6 separate regions of the Mus musculus genome follow, and all the other regions are linked to region 2. A link is a contact called in public promoter capture Hi-C data. All regions are on one chromosome and are shown on one strand. The core of a region is the stretch at or near the end of the contact, and the rest is flanking DNA. Distances in the headings are between cores, read along the strand shown.

What was found. Promoter capture Hi-C pulls out the DNA fragments that hold promoters and counts their contacts.
Region 1: a contact with region 2 is called in a promoter capture Hi-C map of pre-B cells. The contact joins the promoter of Zfp687 here to the promoter of Golph3l in region 2. A contact is called at or near these places in 3 of 39 promoter capture datasets (cranial neural crest, maxillary cranial neural crest and pre-B cells).
Region 3: a contact with region 2 is called in a promoter capture Hi-C map of pre-B cells. The contact joins the promoter of H4c14 here to the promoter of Golph3l in region 2. A contact is called at or near these places in 2 of 39 promoter capture datasets (liver and pre-B cells) and 1 of 115 datasets of contacts at active chromatin or transcription factors (thymic regulatory T cells).
Region 4: a contact with region 2 is called in a promoter capture Hi-C map of pre-B cells, with 4 times the contacts expected there. The contact joins the promoter of Sf3b4 here to the promoter of Golph3l in region 2. A contact is called at or near these places in 4 of 39 promoter capture datasets (cranial neural crest, liver, pre-B cells and 1 more) and 1 of 9 other capture datasets (pancreatic islet).
Region 5: a promoter capture Hi-C map of pre-B cells shows a contact between it and region 2, with 3 times the contacts expected there. The contact joins the promoter of H3c15 here to the promoter of Golph3l in region 2. A contact is called at or near these places in 2 of 39 promoter capture datasets (neutrophils and pre-B cells).
Region 6: a contact with region 2 is called in a promoter capture Hi-C map of pre-B cells, with 2.5 times the contacts expected there. The contact joins the promoter of Otud7b here to the promoter of Golph3l in region 2. A contact is called at or near these places in 2 of 39 promoter capture datasets (cranial neural crest and pre-B cells) and 1 of 115 datasets of contacts at active chromatin or transcription factors (pancreatic cancer cells).

The regions. Positions count from the first base shown.
Region 1 is chr3:95,013,797-95,016,838 of GRCm38.p6, forward strand. It overlaps Zfp687 (zinc finger protein 687), which reads right to left and starts at 1,661. Exons shown (of 9, transcript NM_001357863.1): 1 at 1,524-1,661. 4930481B07Rik (a long non-coding RNA gene) reads left to right here and starts at 1,733. Exons shown (of 2, transcript XR_003954670.1): 1 at 1,733-2,481; 2 at 2,845-3,042.
Region 2 is chr3:95,587,536-95,590,382 of GRCm38.p6, forward strand. It overlaps Golph3l (golgi phosphoprotein 3-like), which reads left to right and starts at 1,399. Exons shown (of 5, transcript NM_146133.3): 1 at 1,399-1,599. The coding sequence starts at 1,432. It overlaps Hormad1 (HORMA domain containing 1), which reads left to right. Exons shown (of 15, transcript NM_001289532.1): 15 at 1-325. Gm40097 (a long non-coding RNA gene) reads right to left here and starts at 1,282. Exons shown (of 3, transcript XR_867468.2): 1 at 1,110-1,282.
Region 3 is chr3:96,262,008-96,264,990 of GRCm38.p6, forward strand. It overlaps H4c14 (H4 clustered histone 14), which reads right to left and starts at 1,310. Exons shown (of 1, transcript NM_033596.3): 1 at 927-1,310. The coding sequence starts at 1,297. The coding sequence ends at 986.
Region 4 is chr3:96,171,089-96,174,054 of GRCm38.p6, forward strand. Sf3b4 (splicing factor 3b, subunit 4) reads left to right here and starts at 1,418. Exons shown (of 6, transcript NM_153053.4): 1 at 1,418-1,519; 2 at 1,883-2,011; 3 at 2,453-2,966. The coding sequence starts at 1,486. Mtmr11 (myotubularin related protein 11) reads left to right here. Exons shown (of 17, transcript NM_181409.3): 17 at 1-630. The coding sequence ends at 144.
Region 5 is chr3:96,237,856-96,240,603 of GRCm38.p6, forward strand. H3c15 (H3 clustered histone 15) reads right to left here and starts at 1,272. Exons shown (of 1, transcript NM_054045.4): 1 at 624-1,272. The coding sequence starts at 1,086. The coding sequence ends at 676. H2ac19 (H2A clustered histone 19) reads right to left here and starts at 2,519. Exons shown (of 1, transcript NM_178212.3): 1 at 1,924-2,519. The coding sequence starts at 2,395. The coding sequence ends at 2,003.
Region 6 is chr3:96,103,050-96,105,895 of GRCm38.p6, forward strand. It overlaps Otud7b (OTU domain containing 7B), which reads left to right and starts at 1,478. Exons shown (of 12, transcript NM_001025614.1): 1 at 1,478-1,770. Gm30044 (a long non-coding RNA gene) reads right to left here and starts at 1,307. Exons shown (of 2, transcript XR_375856.2): 1 at 1,139-1,307.

The DNA.
Region 1 (3,042 bases), core at 411-2,910, 570 kb before region 2:
AGGATGCAAGCCATTTCCCAGGGCCAATTCTCTCACCTCTTTCCAGCCTTCAGACTGTAACTGGAGATAGTCCCAGCAGGTGGCGGCTGGCATTGCCCGGACCAAGGTGGGGGTGGGGGACAAGGGTACCAACTAGAGGAAGAAAGGGTAGTCCTCCTTGTACATTACCCCTCTATTTAATTCTGCACATTCTGGGTTTGAACAAAGCCCTTAGTTTTAACCCAGATGAATCGCTAGGTCCCTCTTCAATTCAGCTCTCCCGGGTCGGGAAGCCTGGGCTACCTTCCCACTCAAGCTCCCAGCAGGGTGGGTCGGTGGAGTACAAACCAATGGGGACTAAGAAAACACCTGCGAACCTACCTCTCCCAACCACCTCCCTCTGGCGTGCAAGTGACTTGGAGGTCATCCGATAGCCACCTGGAGCAGACAGTGGGCCAAACACAGAGGCTTAAGGCCAATGAAGATCCTCCACTCAGCCGCCAGGCCTGTGGAGCTGCCATCTCCCTACCTACTTTCCCCCTCTGTTCTTCAAAAGCAAAGGGGGCTTAACAAGAAAAGGGTGAACAGACACCGGTAGGGTGGGGGCTCCATTGCCCTTTGCCCAAGGCCTACAGCGCAGAGCAAAAGGAAGGGGCCAGAGCACGGCCAGGGGCGATTAGGTTGCGGCCAAGCTGGGCAGCGGGCGGCATTTAAGTCCCTGCCATCTGCCAGGGACTGGCGCGGAAAGTAAGTCCGGGGTTTCGGGTAGGGGACAAGAAGTACATTTAAAAACTAAAGGGTAAACTGAGGCGAGTGGTGCTTCTTTCACTTTCACCGGCTAAGAACTCAAGGGAGGGCCTCGGTGAGGCCAGGCCCTTAGGATCTGCGGCGCTGCACATTGGGGGCCAGGACTCCCCGGCAGTGGGGAGTGGCGCGAGGGGAGTGGAGACACAAGAGGGGGCGGTCCCTGCGTGATTCTAAGCTCTGCAGCCAGGTCAGTCCAGACTCGAACCTGGTCCCCTTCATCTCTGCGCGCCGGGCAGCTTGCCCTGTCTCTGACCCCCAGAGGCTCTCCCCAGACCCGAGTGACTGCAAGGAGCTCGCCAGGATCGAGGCGCTAGCCTGAGTCCTGCCTGGGTCCGGACGCTGACCAGCACCCGGTCGGGATGCAGGCTCCTCTCCTGCTGGGCCCAATTCCCCCGCCCCCACCGCCCGGCACGGACACCATTTTAGGTCGCGACATCCCGCAGCCTCGAGTCCCCCGGCCGCACTCTGACTGCCTCTCAGTCTAAGAGCGCCAGGACTTAGGGGTCCAGGAACCCCCTCCCACGTTACCAGGCTAGGGGGCCGTGCTTCCAGCAAACTGGAGTTCCCACCGGTGGTCCTCGAAGAAGAAGGCGGCGACCCGGCCAGGCCAGCAGCCGCCCCAGGGGGCGGCGGCACGGAGAAGGGGGTAGTTGACCAAGTGGGGGAGGGGCAGGGGTATTTACCCGCCCCCCCGGGGGGCGGAGCCAGGGGCGGGTATTTGCCGCGAGCGTGCTTACTTGTTCCGATCCTGGTGCGGGCTGAGACCCTACGGCCTCCTCCCGGTTCCAGCCGCCACCGCCGCTACCGCCGCCGCCGCCCTCCCCGCGGCCGCCGCTACTTCCTGCTTCTCTCCGCTTCGGCCTCCCCTCTCCCTCAGCTCCCTCCGTGCTCCTAGTCCGGGCTGCCCGCTTTCATACTCGCCATTGGCTAATGGACCTGTCATTCAACTGTGAGCCCCACCCAGTCCCGTATGGGATTGGCCCTCCATACCCCGCTCGGAACTGGCCCCTCATAGTCTTCTCATCACTATTGGACAAAGGGCCTGGGCCCTGTGGAGAAGGTTCTCCCCATTGGCTGCTCCGGAGTCCACCTGCCCTGTCTGAGCAGCCCGAAAGCCATTGGCCGCCGCCGCTGTCGCTTAGCAAGAAGCCAGCCTTAGTCTTCGCTTTGGGTTGCGAGGGGTGACTAGCTAGCTCAGAAGCGTAGCCATCCTCTCTCCATTGGTCGCTCGAAGCTGGACACTGTGCCTCACATCTACAAACTTAGGAACTCTAGCTGTATGGCGGCGCGTCTAGGGGAACCTCGTCGGCTCCGTGTGGAACCTGGGTGTTTTAAGTGTTCGTGCCGTTTCCTCAGGCTAAGCCGCGCTCGAACGGATGCGGTGCTGGGGGTCACAAAATGAGGTGCCACCCCCAAACATTACGTCATCGGGGTGACCATTGCCTGGGGTTCCTCGCAGTCTAAACTGCTTTATAATCCGGATGGATGCGGTTCTGGCGTCCGCCTGCCTCTGGGCGTACGCACCACGCACGGCCCCTCCCTCTGCGGGAGAGCTGGACAGACTTTGGGATTCCGAGTGTAAAAGAAACCGGAACCACCGAGACCTGAGACCTGGGACACGCTGCGACCGGAAGTGGGGGAGGTGACGTTGGGAAGTGCTGGCGTGGCCTGGGCCACAACCAAGGAGAGCTTAAGGTAGTATGCTGATAGGCTTCTTACGCGAGAGAAGGAGGGAGCCCAGATCTATTTCCCATTTAAGAGAGCTCCCTTTTCTCCGCCCCTGACGGGAGCTGGCATTACTGTTCCCGTTGAGCTTTCCCGCGCTTTGCTGCCCCGCCCCTTGGAGGTGGGAAAAGGGGCGGAGTCGCCAGGGAGACGAATTGCCTTGACACTCACCCACCTGCGCTGGCTCAGGTTTTTGCTGGATCCATCTGCAGGCCCAGTGTGCCACCTGGCGCGCTCTCTACCCTGGCCCCGCGCCGCCGCCGCCCACCGCGACCGCAGCCGTTTCAAATGACAAGGGTTTTTAAATTTCTGTTTTATTTTCACTTTTTGCAGTGTTCGGAGTGGAACCTAGTGCTTCACCCAGTCCAAGCAAGCAGCCCACCGACATAGCAGCTTGGCGAGTGTTTTTGTTTTGTTTTGGCGATACTGATTATTGGACGTTGGGAGTCGCACACGCTTGGCAGGTGCACTCGTAACACTGAAGCTACTCTATACCCTATCACTTTTTGGGACAGGGTTTCCACTAAGTTG
Region 2 (2,847 bases), core at 149-2,648:
GTACCTCTGAAAATTATTTTGTAGTTCATAGTTATTAAACTAATAAAAGTTTTAGCTATTATATTGTGTTTACCTGAGATAAATCCAAGGGAACTTTTGACTAAACAAAAATACAAATGTCATTGATTCTGCTCATATCCACTGAATACAACCTGCCTTCTATTTTAAAGAAAGCTTTTTTTTTAAATGTGTTAAGTTTTAAGGCCCTCTAAAACCATTTTTGAAGTGTTTATTCTGACTTTAAAATTCTGTAAGGATACACTTTTTACTTATGTTAAAACTGTACCATTTACTTGGTGCTATTAAAACAATGTTTGCTATTTTGATATAGTGTGTTATTAACAACTTTTTTTTTTTAATATTTATTTATTTATTATATGTAAGTACACTGTAGCTGTCTTCAGACACACCAGAAGAGGGCATCAGATTTCATTACAGATGGTTATGAGCCACCATGTGGTTGCTGGGATTTGAACTCATGACCTTTGGAAGAGCAGTCGGCACTCTTAACCGCTGAGCCATCTCACCAGCCCTATTAACAACTTTTAAATATGTATTTAGAGCAAAAATGATAAAAGCAATGGCCAATAAAAAAAAGACCGGCATCTTAATACCATGACTAAGATGCTCAGTGTGCAGGGTCTTTCAGGGCTTCTAGTTATTTAATTAACAGAAAGTGTTCAGCTATTAATTTTGAGAGAATTTAAGTAAGTATATCTTTCGCGAGGTGGACACATTTTAGAACTTTTGAGTGGTAGTGTGAACAATTGTTTTGCTGAGAGACCTGGAACCTAGCCCCACCCAAGCTATTTGCTTCCTTTGCTTCAGAAAAGGAAGACCTAAAAACTTGATCTGTTTCCGTCTTGTAATTTTAGCAGCCATATTCCAAACTGTACAGTAGCTACAGGATTATCAAAGTGGGATAACATCCCTCTAGAGCTGTTATGTGTGTAATAGTACCCATGCTGTTCAGTATAAACAGCACAAACCGAGTCAGATTACGTTTTTCTAGAGGCAAAGTTAAGCTCAGAGTTTACTCTTAGCCTTATTGCTTGGATGCCAACATTTCTTAACCAGCAGTGCCAATACAGACAGCTACAGAAAAACACCTGCTACACTGAAATTGGCCAACAGAATCCTTTCGTGATTGGCAGCACTGTGCTATCTCACAGAATACTTTGATTGGGTAATTTCATCGGGGTGGGATGCAGCCTTTTCCTCGCAGCCACCGAGGTTCCTTCATTGGACAGACCAGCTGTCAGGTTGAACCCAAACCTGCCTCCTTTTGGTGATGTTTGTCTGGATCGCAACACAATAGCCCGGAGGACCTCCCCTCGTAAGCTCCGATTGGCTAGAGTCAAACTTGGGGGTTTCTGATTGGCCCAATGAAGAAACACCAAGGTAGGTTGCCTAGTGATCCTGAGGAAGCTGATGTGTTATTCCCTCTCTGCAACGAAGGATCAGGAAGTTTGTACTCTCTGTGTGGCTGAGAAGTTTTTCACCTACTGGAACCCGCCTAGGGTACGGGAAACAGGTGCCCTCCAAAACGAGAGCGCGAACTGCAGCCTACGTCCCACTGCAGCTCAGGAGCAACGTCAGGTGAGCAAATATAACACTTCTTAACATCCAACAGAGCTGGTCAGTATTTTACTTTAGAGAGAAAGGGTGGTTTTTACTTATTTGTTGTTGCTCATCATGTTTTCAAGTAGGGTATTTTAACTAATAAGTGGCCACAGGGAAATGATGAATTCCTCAAAGAAAATTGCCCCCATTCTCCCCGGGGTGTTAAAGTTTCTTGGATTGGGTTTGGAAATAATGCCAAATGGAATTGGCACCCTAAGGCATTGTTCTGTGTTCTGTTCCTTCACTCTTCTTACTTCCCCTGAAAATTATATTTGAAATATACGCTTGTATGAAGAATTGTTTGTAAGACTCTTGGTGTGTATTTCTGGTGCTGTTTAATGAGTATATATTTATTTGAGCAGTTAAAACGTTAAAGATATTGTGCTAGTTGCTATGGAGAATATAAAAATTAAAAGATGACAATATTTCAGCCCTGGAGAAGTTTAATGTAACAGACAGCCATAACAAAAGAGGGACTATAATAAACATTTTAAAGGGCTTAAGTATAAATTTCTGTTTACATACAACTGAAGAAAAATCCATTTCTAAGTGTTTAATATATGCATAGTGGAGAGATAGAATTCACCTTAAGGCCTCACTTGTCTTTAGTAGGCCTTCAAAGACTGGACAGACAGTATTTAGGGAGGAAAGGAAAAGGAAGAAAACTCCAAGATCACAAGGATCAGAGGCAGAAAGAAAGCAAGATAAAATTGTTGAACTAGGCACAACCATAGCACATTTTAAATATTATTCTTTTGACCTCAAAGATATATAATTGCTGATAGTTTTTGACTTGCTTTTAATCATAAAAATTGACATTTATACCAGGCAGTGGTGACACACCTCTAATTCCAGCACTTGGGGAGCAGAGGCAGGTGGATCTCTAAGTTCAAGGCCAGCCTGGTCTACATAATGAATTCCAAGATAGCTAGGACATTTACACAGAGCAACCCTGTTTTGTTTCGTTCTAAACAAACGAAAAATAAAATACATTTACATTTGTATGAACTGTGCTAACTTTAAGCTTTATCACAGATGACTTAGACAAGTGTAATGCTTAGTATAAAAGGGTGTGTGCTCAGATTTTTTTTCCCCCATTTATGGGAATGGTACTTAGGACCTTATATATGCTAAATAACACTATGCTGTAACTGTAACACTGAGCCATATTCTAGCCCCTTTTTCTTTTTCTTTTTTGAATGAATTCTTTCTTTAAAAAGACTT
Region 3 (2,983 bases), core at 60-2,559, 670 kb after region 2:
CTGGCTTGCTTATGTTATGGGACATTAAAATGTCGTTGCAATTGTATCCCAGCAGAGCTTCGATCCCAGTCCACTATTTCCTAGATCCATGCCTAAACTGAGGAGTTTTGCGAGGACTTTTGGGGGTCCTGCTTGGTGTTTAATTGTAAAGACACCGGAGACATCTGGATACAATAAAGCTGTTGGCCTGTTTGCTGAGACAGTCCCTCAGCTAACCCATCTACCTAACCCGACCGACTTCTTGCCACTGTGTCCCACCACGTGTCTCTTTAAATCCCTGTTCCGTTCTTGTCCCTGCTTGTCTCCCGCCTGTCCGGCCCAAGCTTCTGCTGCCAGCTCTTTATTCTGCAGGAGGCCATACGCCTAACTCTTCCACTGAGCCAATCAGCAGCAGGACAACGCCCGGTCTCTCTTACGTAGCCTTTTGGCGCAGAGGGTTACGTGACCTCCATCTAGGCAGCTAGCTTTCTAACATGGCCTGAAGAAAATCTTTTGGGAAGATGAGGAAGGATAAAAGGTGGGTTGTGGGGCCATAGAAACAATACCAAATATCCGGTCAAGCACAGCCACTCATTGGAAACACAGGGACACAGCCACATAGCCATTTGATGTGTGGACATAGGTCATCCCATCCAAAGGGTCTCCTTATTGCAATTCTGCTCCAAACAGCTAAAGAAAATCTTAGCCAGTCTCTTGACCTGACAACCAGCTCACACACTAAGTAGGAATTAAAATTCCCAGTGTGAGCTATCCTGCTGGATGCTATCTATCCGCCGTGGTATAGAAACTTAAGTGGATGGCTCTAAAAGCGGAACACCTAGTAGCGTTGAGTCACAAGGAAAACTAGCGTCTTTACCTTACCGAGTCTAAACCCACGGTTATTACCTGTACAACCCAAGTCAGTGTCAGCTCTCCTGAAGAGACTGTGGTTGGCCCTAAAAAGGGCCGTTAGGGATGGGGGGGGGGGGAATTGAAGCGGCGGCGTCTAGCCTCCGAAGCCGTAGAGGGTGCGGCCCTGGCGCTTGAGAGCGTACACCACATCCATAGCGGTGACGGTCTTGCGCTTGGCGTGCTCGGTGTAGGTGACTGCGTCGCGGATGACGTTCTCCAGGAACACCTTCAGCACACCACGGGTCTCCTCGTAGATGAGGCCGGAGATGCGCTTGACCCCACCGCGCCGAGCCAGGCGGCGGATGGCGGGCTTGGTGATACCCTGGATGTTGTCACGCAAGACTTTGCGATGGCGCTTGGCGCCACCCTTGCCTAGACCCTTTCCACCCTTTCCTCTGCCAGACATGGCTAATGTAATCTGAAACACCAGCTGGTGAGGCATTGGAGGTGGAGTGCCACTAATATATGAGAGGATCGGACCAGATTGAAAACTGAAAGCGCGCGGGCGGGAACCTTTCTAAATTATCCGGGCTCTGGATGTTGCATCATCTTCCTGTTTTTCTTTTCTCTTCTCTGCCCTCTACCGGTTCCTTACAGTCTCAAGCCTTTATTTTTTTATTTTCGATTTTCTTAATTATGGTGCCGAAGTCCCTCGGAGAATTCAGATTCCTCCAAATAAAACTTAGAGATAACACAGACTTTAGAAAGCACTGACGCTAAAAAGACAAAAGACCGGAGAAAGAGAAAGTTAGAGATGAGGGGGGAGTGCGCTGCACTGAAGGGCCCGGAGCTCCTGTTAGGTAAAAACCGCAGCAAAAGTTCCAGTAACCAGCGTGACAATCGAAAGCAGAGGACCCAGGAATGTGTGTGGAAGGGAAAGGTCGCGGGCGTTTCTGCGTACAGTCGCCTGTTTCGTTGATAGAGACACATTATTCAGATCAAGCAGAAACTAGATCATAGGAAAACTGAGGATGCCGCCGATCCTTTTCACCGAGGTCAGTGGGTTTCCACGCTCTTCTACCCAAAGGCCCGCTGACTAGCCGAGCAGCCCGGGAATGCTGCTACGCTCGTTTCCACAAGTCCTTTGAGGCCCGCCCTTTGTTTTCAGTTATTCCAAACTGTCTCTACTATGCAGTAGACTAAAATTCACTTTTTCAAGTGTGTGTCTGCTTTATACAGTGACGCCCTGGGAAATGAACTGGAGTCTGTACTTCTAGTATGTCCGTCGTTCCCAGGGCCACCCATAGAAGAATCTTGAGAAAGCATTCTGCATCAGAAAGAACGGTAGTGGGTTGGTTGGGACTTGTTTTTAAAGTGATCTGATAGGCCTTGTTCTGACTGTTCCTTTATTCTAACATCTATATGTGCTCATGAATCCCCACCACCACCACCACCACCTTTTTTCTATCCAGATTTTCTGGCTCCAGACATGTAGATAGATGTAGGTTTTGAGTCACCTTAGGCTGGGGGCTCAGACTCCCCTCTCAACTCAAATGTTTTAAACCTAAGACCTGTGAATTGTAGATCTTAGAGGGAAGAGAGCTCCCTCCTACCCCAGTAACCCTGGGCAGTCATACACGTCTCTTGATGGATAGATCCTGTTTGTAGACATGCCTCCATGCCCAAACTAGCACCCTAGAATTCAGAGCCTCTCCATCCCGCAGCCGCTGTTTTCTCATTCCCATGGCGACCCCTGGAAGCTGTGTTGCTTCATATCTCTGTATTGTGCGGACTTCTCCACATCCTTGACTATGTCCCTAATGGGATGTGATTTCTGTGTCTTCTTTCTTTTTAAGGTGAAGTGCAGTAGAGGCTCAATAGTTGTTTATGGGTGGACAGCTCCTGCCTTTGCCTCTTTCCTTGTAAAATAAAACAACCACGTGCCAGGCTGACAGGGCTTTGGTACCAGGGCCTGAGGCAGACTCAGAGTCTACCATCTTTTCAGGTGAAGGGAATCAAGAATATTCTCCTACTTCGGACATGAGAATCATTTTGAGCAGAAGGGTTGAGATTTGTTTAAGAGTGGAACCTGCAAAAGATATCAATATTTTATCCTGTTTGCAGAAAATCCTGAGTGGGAAAGGGGGTGGGA
Region 4 (2,966 bases), core at 168-2,667, 580 kb after region 2:
GGCTCCTCAGCTCTCACAGTCTCTGCCCTTCAGGATGAGCTTTCTCACCTTCAGGAACTGTTAAGACAATGGACACCAAGAATATCTCCCGAGGACCAGAGCAAGAAAAGAGATCCGAATACCATCCTCTCTCAGATCTGCTGAAACTGTTTGTTAGCGTCGTTCTCAGAGGCAGGGCAGGGGTCTCTGCTCATCTTCCTGTCTGACCTTGACGCCTCAGCTTTGGCATTCCAGTCTGCAGAGTTCACTTAGAAGGCCCGTTTCTGTAGCAGATGGTGGCGCTACCAACCTAAAGGTCTCCCGATTTGTTTGATTTCTGGGGCTATTTTCATTTCTTGTGATTTGAAAACTAAGAAACAAGACCAGTTCAGAATGTGATTGCCCCTTTTCCCAGGCAATTCTGTACCTTTTGGATGGCCGTCAAAACTGTGACATGAGAGACCCTTTTCATCAGTCCCAACAATGATGTCCTAGAGACCTCATTCGCAACCTCTCTACACTACTTTGAAATCTTTTCTTAGTCTTCTGTGGGAACGAGGTGAATAAGGGAGAAACCGTCTCCTCCCACTGTATATTTTCATAGCAGCGTTTCTATTTAAGGAGTTCATTAAAGCACAGTATTTCTACACATTGCTGGTATTTTCTTGTGTTGAATGAAGATCTCAGCAAAGCCGTGGGGGTGGAGGGGAGGGTGTGAACTGAGAAAAACACCCAAATTATTGTAAGGAAATAAAGGATCCAAGTCAGGCGTGGCCTGGAAGAAATACACATAAAATATGGGGGAAGGGGTCCGCACACCTTTTTTGAGACATGGTCTCTATGTGTCTATTAGGCCAGCTGGAACTCTGTTTTTTGAGACAGGTTTTCTGTGTGGCCATGGCTGTCCTGGAACTCGTTCTGTAGACCTGGCTGGCCTTTAACTCAAGAGATCCATGTCTGCTCCTTAAAGCTTCGATACCAGCCCGCAACCCAACCCGGTTTCGTGTCCCAGATTTCCCAAGATAAGCGGAGATTTGACACTTAGGGGAAAACAAAATACCTCAGGCTCAAGTCTAGGCCGAGGGCGAGTCTGCACGAGCGTCGTGGACCTCACTAAATAATAGGTCGCTCCAGAAGGCAGTCCTGGCCCTGCACTTAGGACACAACTCTGCGTCACAGAACGTACAAAGCCTGGTTTTGCACTTGAATGTGCGTTTGGGGAGCCGTGTGAGCCTCTAACAGTCTGGAAGCATCCGGGGCTTTAGTTAACTGTGTCGAGACGGGCTGAGCACATCCGTTCCGCCCCGACTACAGCAGCAGCCCTAGAGCGCCTTTCCCTTCCGAAAGACAAGACTCCGACCCCTAAGATGGCCGCGATCGCTTCCGGCTCCTCCCCCCCCCCCCGGCGCCGGCCCCGCCCAACGTGAGCCTTGGCCCGGAAGTGGAAGTTGTAACTGAGGTCAGGGGGCGGTGCTGCTGCTTAGAGACGGCGGGAGCCCCTTCGCCATGGCTGCCGGACCGATCTCCGAACGGAATCAGGGTAATTGGGAGAGAAGAGCCCAAGATAGGAGCAGGGAAGTGGAGGGAAGATTAGTGCCGGAAGCGTTCCCCCTGGGGTGGTAGACGAGATCCCCCCCGGTGGGACACCGACCTCTGGGCACCTGGCTGGCCGCGAGGCCGGGTGCAGGCCGAGGCCTGTGAGAAGCGATGCTTCTAGATCAGCTCCCTCCACCAAGAAGACAAAAGCCTCCCGGGAGTACCGGACCAGCAAGAATGCCAAATTAGACGTAGCAGATTTTCTAGATGATGGTGGCAGAGGGAATTTCAGGGCTTTAGGCGACGGTTTTTGGTTTTTGTCTTCTTTTTCACTGCCGACTCCTCATCGCCTGCTTCTTCCCTTTAGATGCCACGGTGTACGTGGGCGGTCTGGACGAGAAAGTGAGTGAGCCGCTGCTGTGGGAGCTCTTTCTCCAGGCAGGGCCAGTGGTCAACACCCACATGCCCAAGGACAGAGTCACTGGCCAGCACCAGGGTGAGTAGGGTACGGGGCAGGAATCAGCCCTGGAGAGGGTTAACCGGCCCCGAAGAGGCTCAGCCGCTAGGCACAGCGCCTTTGGAATGAGCAACCTAAAGATTGCTTTCTCCTTCAGCTTCAATTCCCAGTTTCTGGAATATTTTCTCTTAGCTCTAGTTTCTGGAACCATTCTCAACCATTCTCTGTGTAGTCCTGGCTGTCCTAGATCTTGCTCTGTAGACCAGGCTGGTCACGATCTTTGAGCTCCACCTGCCTCTGCTACGAAGTGGTGGCATTAAAAGCACGTGCACGTGCAGTCGCCCAGCTATTATCTATTATGTTCTTTGTGTTTGAAGGCTGGGGAGTTAATGTTTCATTTTGAGTCTCTTCCCCTGAATGATGGGTTTTTTTTGTTTGTTTGTTTTTTGTTTTGTTTTGTTTTTTTCATTGATTCCCCAGGCTATGGCTTTGTTGAATTCCTGAGCGAGGAAGATGCCGACTATGCCATTAAGATTATGAACATGATCAAACTCTATGGAAAGCCAATACGGGTGAACAAGGCCTCAGCTCACAACAAAAACCTGGATGTGGGAGCCAACATTTTCATTGGAAATCTGGACCCAGAAATTGATGAAAAGCTGCTTTACGATACTTTCAGCGCCTTTGGAGTCATCCTACAGACCCCCAAGATCATGCGGGACCCTGACACAGGCAACTCCAAGGGTTACGCCTTCATTAATTTTGCCTCCTTCGATGCTTCGGATGCAGCAATTGAGGCCATGAACGGGCAGTACCTGTGTAACCGTCCTATCACTGTGTCTTATGCCTTCAAGAAGGACTCTAAGGGTGAACGCCATGGCTCAGCAGCTGAAAGACTCCTGGCAGCCCAGAACCCGCTGTCCCAGGCTGACCGCCCTCACCAGCTGTTTGCCGATGCACCCCCTCCGCCCTCTGCCCCCAATCCCGTGGTTTC
Region 5 (2,748 bases), core at 22-2,521, 650 kb after region 2:
GTGCCTGCCAAAGTGGGAAGGGGGGAATGGAGTTGTCATTTTGAAGTAAATTAATAGGAGTAAGAGGAAAAACTACCCAATTGCCATTGAACCATATCATAGCAATAAATGCTGAATCCCAAGTAGCTAGCAGGTCTTCTAATCAAGTGTTAGAGAACAAAGCTTTATCACTGGATATTACTCATAGTCCACTTACCACCGACGTTGAGCCCCGTAAGCCTCAGACATTGCATTAAATGAGCAACAATAATCTTCAGTCGTCCAGAAGTCTGGTGATGTAATTATGAGCTGTAAGCTAGATCTCAGCCTTCAGCTACTTACAAAGCCTTCTCTGCTCCAGCTGGGTAGGAACATTACATAGTATCCACCAAGCCCCAACCCTCCGTAAGATTATCCCCTCCCCTTAGACTGAGGTGGTGAACCTACTTCGGGTTAACAAGCTAGGAGTCTGAATAAGACCGCAATTAACGTTAAACAACTTACACTAAGGGCATTCAAACCTTCCTTGAAAGCAACCATTATGTAGACATAACAGGTATAAGTCAGATACCAACCTAGAGCTATGGAGCGGGATAATGTGCGGACAAAGCTCTAAGCGAAGTAAACAGCTCTTTCCGGGAAGCTGTGGTGGCTCTGAAAAGAGCCTTTGTGGGGAATGGATGGGAGACAGGGCGCTTAAGCGCGCTCCCCACGGATGCGGCGGGCCAACTGGATGTCCTTGGGCATGATGGTGACGCGTTTGGCGTGGATGGCGCACAGGTTGGTGTCCTCGAACAGCCCCACCAGGTAGGCCTCGCTCGCCTCCTGCAGCGCCATGACGGCCGAGCTCTGGAAGCGCAGGTCCGTCTTGAAGTCCTGCGCGATCTCGCGCACCAGGCGCTGGAACGGCAGCTTGCGGATCAGCAGCTCGGTCGACTTCTGGTAGCGCCGGATCTCCCGCAGCGCCACGGTGCCGGGCCGGTAGCGGTGCGGCTTCTTCACGCCGCCCGTGGCCGGGGCGCTCTTGCGGGCGGCCTTGGTGGCCAGCTGCTTGCGCGGGGCCTTGCCGCCGGTGGACTTGCGGGCAGTCTGCTTCGTACGGGCCATGGCGAAGACGGAAGACACCCAAACGAGGAGCACTCGGGGACCTGATACCGGCCCGAGCCGGCCGCCTTTATAGGCGCAGTCTTCCCCGCGGCGGGGCGGAGACAGCGACTTGAAACTCCCGCGCTGCCGCGCCATTGGCCGTGGCGTCACCGGCCCCGACCTCGCCCATTGGCTCGGGCCCGCCACGCCACCTGACCCGCCCCCACCCGCCCCCCACGTCCAGCCCCGCGCCCGGTCCACTTGCCAACGTTCTGCGAGGGTGGAGCCACGTCTGGCAGCTGCCCGTAGAGGGCGGGTCCCGGCTCTGCCCAAGAGGAGCTCGCGCGCCCCCGCCCGCCGCCCAAAGTCCCAGGGCAGAACTAATCTAGTGTTTGTGCAGCACCGCCCAGCCACAGCCACAGTCCCAGCCCCAGTCCCCCATGATCCCTAGAGCCGGCCGCGTCCAGTCCTCGCGGGACACCTCCTCCTCCTAGACATTCCCCAAGGACCGGACGAGAGCGCGGCTGACTGCGACTTATGTCTAGATTGGCCTAGACGTCCTAGTTGAGTCTTAGTCCTGGGAAGGGTCAGGCGGGTGGACGCTGAGTGAGGGACAGTGTTGTGTAGGACAAGGGTGTGGGCAGATAGGGGCTAAATGCTTGGGACGGTCAGCGAGAACCGCGTATCCGCTCCGCCGAGGCAGGGCATGAACCAAAGAGCGACAACAGACTAACTACCAGGGGGAACCACGGGCAGGATGGGCAAGGAAGCAGAGGACACGACACTCTTACTTTTGGGGCAGGGCCAGGAAAGGCCACCAAGACCGGCTACCGTGACACAACTCTTTATCTGATTCAGTGGGTGGCTCTGAAAAGAGCCTTTTTAGGAGCTCGCGGGGGTTATATCACAGAGACGCGGGCCGACGCGAGCAGTGGCCTCACTTGCCCTTCGCCTTATGGTGGCTCTCCGTCTTCTTGGGCAGCAGCACGGCCTGGATGTTGGGCAGGACGCCGCCCTGCGCGATCGTCACTTTGCCCAGCAGCTTGTTGAGCTCCTCGTCGTTGCGGATGGCCAGCTGCAGGTGGCGCGGGATGATGCGCGTCTTCTTGTTGTCGCGGGCCGCGTTGCCCGCCAGCTCCAGGATCTCGGCCGTTAGGTACTCCAGCACCGCCGCCATGTATACCGGCGCGCCGGCACCCACACGCTCCGCGTAGTTGCCCTTGCGCAGCAGCCGGTGCACACGCCCCACCGGGAACTGTAGCCCGGCCCGGGAAGACCGCGACTTGGCCTTGGCGCGGGCCTTGCCTCCTTGCTTGCCACGACCGGACATCACGAAAGCGCAAACAGACGAACGGCCACAACCAGGAAACGGTACTCCGGCGCCGACGCCTCACCCTTTTATAGACGCAGACCCGATTGTCCGCCCGACGCTCTCATTGGCTCACACGCGTCCTGACGCCGTGGCCAATAGGAGCGCGCGGACAGAAGCCTCTCATTTACATAAGACCGGCTCCCTCGCCCCGGCGCCGCCCTGGAACGCGCGAATCACGACGCGCGTGCTCGGTGGCTTCATTTGCGTGCGGCCGTCGTTGCGACACTCCGCGGGTCGCCGGGCGGCTGGGCTTGCTCGCTGTTTCTCCTGCTCTGGAAGCTGGCAAAGTGTGCCCTGCATCCAAGAGGGCC
Region 6 (2,846 bases), core at 228-2,727, 520 kb after region 2:
TAAGGAGTGTGTGAAAGTGTGTTAAACATAGTTAATCGATGAGTGTGAAAGCAGCTCTCAGTTTTGCAGAGTTCTGCCTTCCCACATCAGACTTAGCCAGCAGGGGCTAGTATGATCTACGGAATTCAGTGAGACCAAATCCTACCCTCTTCTCAAATTTGTCACAAAATAGTAGTTGCAATCGGTACTCCCTGGATCTTCTAAGCTCTGGCTTGCTAAGTTGCATTGTAAGTTGTGGTATCTTCCAAAGGCACCAGCTACTTTGCTTGGCTGAGACATGTATACGTGGCCTTAGGTTCAGCCCTAAACTTTCAACTCTAAACTTAAGGGTATTTTTCCAGTGGGTTTCCTGTTTCAGGTGTCAGTTCCTAGTCTGGATAATTCTGTGCTCTATCCTTCCCCATTAGAAACCAAAATTCTCAGCGAATACTGAGGAAAATGAAGAGCCAACTGCATTATGCTTTTACATAAACCCAGTGAACATAATTTTGATAATAAACACTGCCTTGAATGTGTGGATTCTAGAGATCTGAGTTAAATTTTAGGATTCATTTGGTTAGAGTATAGCATAAGCTGGGCCCATTTTTGTGTTTTCAATAAAGTAGTTCTTCTGGAAGCAGTCCATATTCCTTTACAAACATGAAAGGCTGAGATGGCTTGTTTGTGTGCTCCTAGGCACAGCTCATTGTAACCTCCGTGACATATATGTTTGTTTTGCTTTATATAAAATATTTCAGTGAATTCTATTAATACTAAATTGTTAGATTGCTGATGCTTGGGATTTATGTCTTGTTGCGTTTTCTATTTCCAGTCTTCCAGAATACAGTGCTTTTACAACAGTAGGGCTTCAATAAGTAAAGGCATTGAGTTATGCTGTAATGTTGTAAAAACACATTGACAATGTGTTTTTACAACATTAACTAAAAAACTGACTGTGGCAGGGATGTTACTAAGGGAGTATTGTTATGCAAGTGAATATAGCAAAGGGTACGTTCACGTCAAGAGTGAAGGAACAAGGGGAATGCATAGCTGGGTGGGGCTGGTTTGTAAGAAGCGATGTTCAATTCAGTCTGGTTGGTCCAGGATTGCGTGGAGTAACTAGAATTTCAACCTTCTCAAGTATTTTTATCCTTCTCACCTTTCGAAAGCTACTCCGCCAGTCTCCATTTCTTCCCTTAGGGCTGGCGCCAACTGATGCGACCCCAAAGTCTTAACAGTCCATGCCGAGCTCCCAGCTCCCGCTCAAAAGTGCCTCCGCCCGGGGGCTCGGGGACGCGAGCCAAAAACGCGCGGGGTCACGCGCCGGGCAAGCGCCAAACCGGCCACAGCCCCAAAGCGGTCCCGAGGGCGGGGCTGCTGCGGGGAGGGGCGGGGCGGGACGGGGCGGGGCCGGCCGCGCCGGGCGGGAGGAGGCCCGGGGGCGGCTAGGGTGTCACCGCCAACCCGCTCCGGCCGGAAACGGGCGCTTGTTTCCGGCCGGACGGCCGAAAGCCACCGATCCTGAACCAGCCGCTGGAGTCGGAGTGGCGACCCGGTGTGGAGGAGCCGGCGGAAAGCCATTGGGAAGAGGCCAGCTCCGGTCAGTCCCGGCTTGGCTCCAGCTCTATCTCCTGTGGAGAGCAACAGCCGCGGTCGCAGTGTCCGCCTCCGCCTCCATCGTCGTCGGGGGAGGGGCCGCTTGGACCCCGGGGTCACTGCCGAGGAATGAGGCGAGGCGGCCGGGCCCCGCGCTCCGCCCCGGCCTAGAGCCTTGCCCCGAGAGTCGCGAGGGTAACGGAGACCCCAGCCCTGACACCCTCCCCATCTCCTCCCCGCTCCTCCCGCCTCTCCAGCGCCCCAACTCTGCGTCGTCGAGCTCCACTGCTCACTCTCTCTGACGAGACTTCACCTGAAGCCATCTCCCCCTGAGCACCCGCTCTCTGCTTGGTCCCCACCTTCCTCCTTCACGCCAATCTTTCACCTGCGTCCTGCGCTCTCAGCCCTGGCCGGCGGTTCCTGTCCCTTCCCCAGCTGTGCTGGGCAGTTTGGATAGTCCCCTCTTGTCAGCTAGACTTTGGGAGACGGATGGCGGAGTTTTAGGGTGGTCTAGATGCAGCCCCCCCCCCCCAAGTAGGATAAAGTTCTTTTAAAGTCACTATAAAAGTAAAAAAGAAAAGCCAAGTTTGTTCTTAACGATAGCCAAACTGAGGTGCGTCCAGTAATGGAGGAAGGGGGGTAGGGAGGGAGGAGAGAGAGAGGGAGAGGGGAGAGAGGAGAGAGGAGAGAGAGACTGTGGTGAGTGTAGGTGTAGAAATTCTAGGGCAGGCTTATGGACTTCAGAAAAAAAAAGTTTCTGTGCGCTGATGGAAACTTTAGAAGCTGATGATGAGTAAGCTGGGGGCTGTGTGATCGCACTCTTCTCATAATTACTAGGTTAACGGTGTGGCTCCTGTTGAGATGGAATGGGATTTGTTTACTGGGCCGGCGTATTTTTAGCCTGTCGGCTCACAAGGACCAGCCCTCAGAGTCTGTCTCTCTTCTCTGGTGATAGAGTGTCAGTCTAACATAGGTGTCTTTTCTGGGCACAAGACACATGTAAAAATGGGGAAGTTGAGAGAAGCGAACTGGTGAGATTTGATCTAAGAGGTTATTCCCCCTCCCCCAAATTTTTTTTTCCCCTTAGGGAATTTTCATGACTGCAAAGCCAATCGCTAACCCGCTTTGACTTTGGCTTTCTTTATCTTTTTGTGAATACTACATAGGGTGTTTTATTTAGAAGCTGGTAATTTGTGGGTCTTTGGCTTTTCCTACAATATACTTAGGTCTTTTAGGATGCTGGATCCCTTTGTGTCTCAAAACCTGTCAGG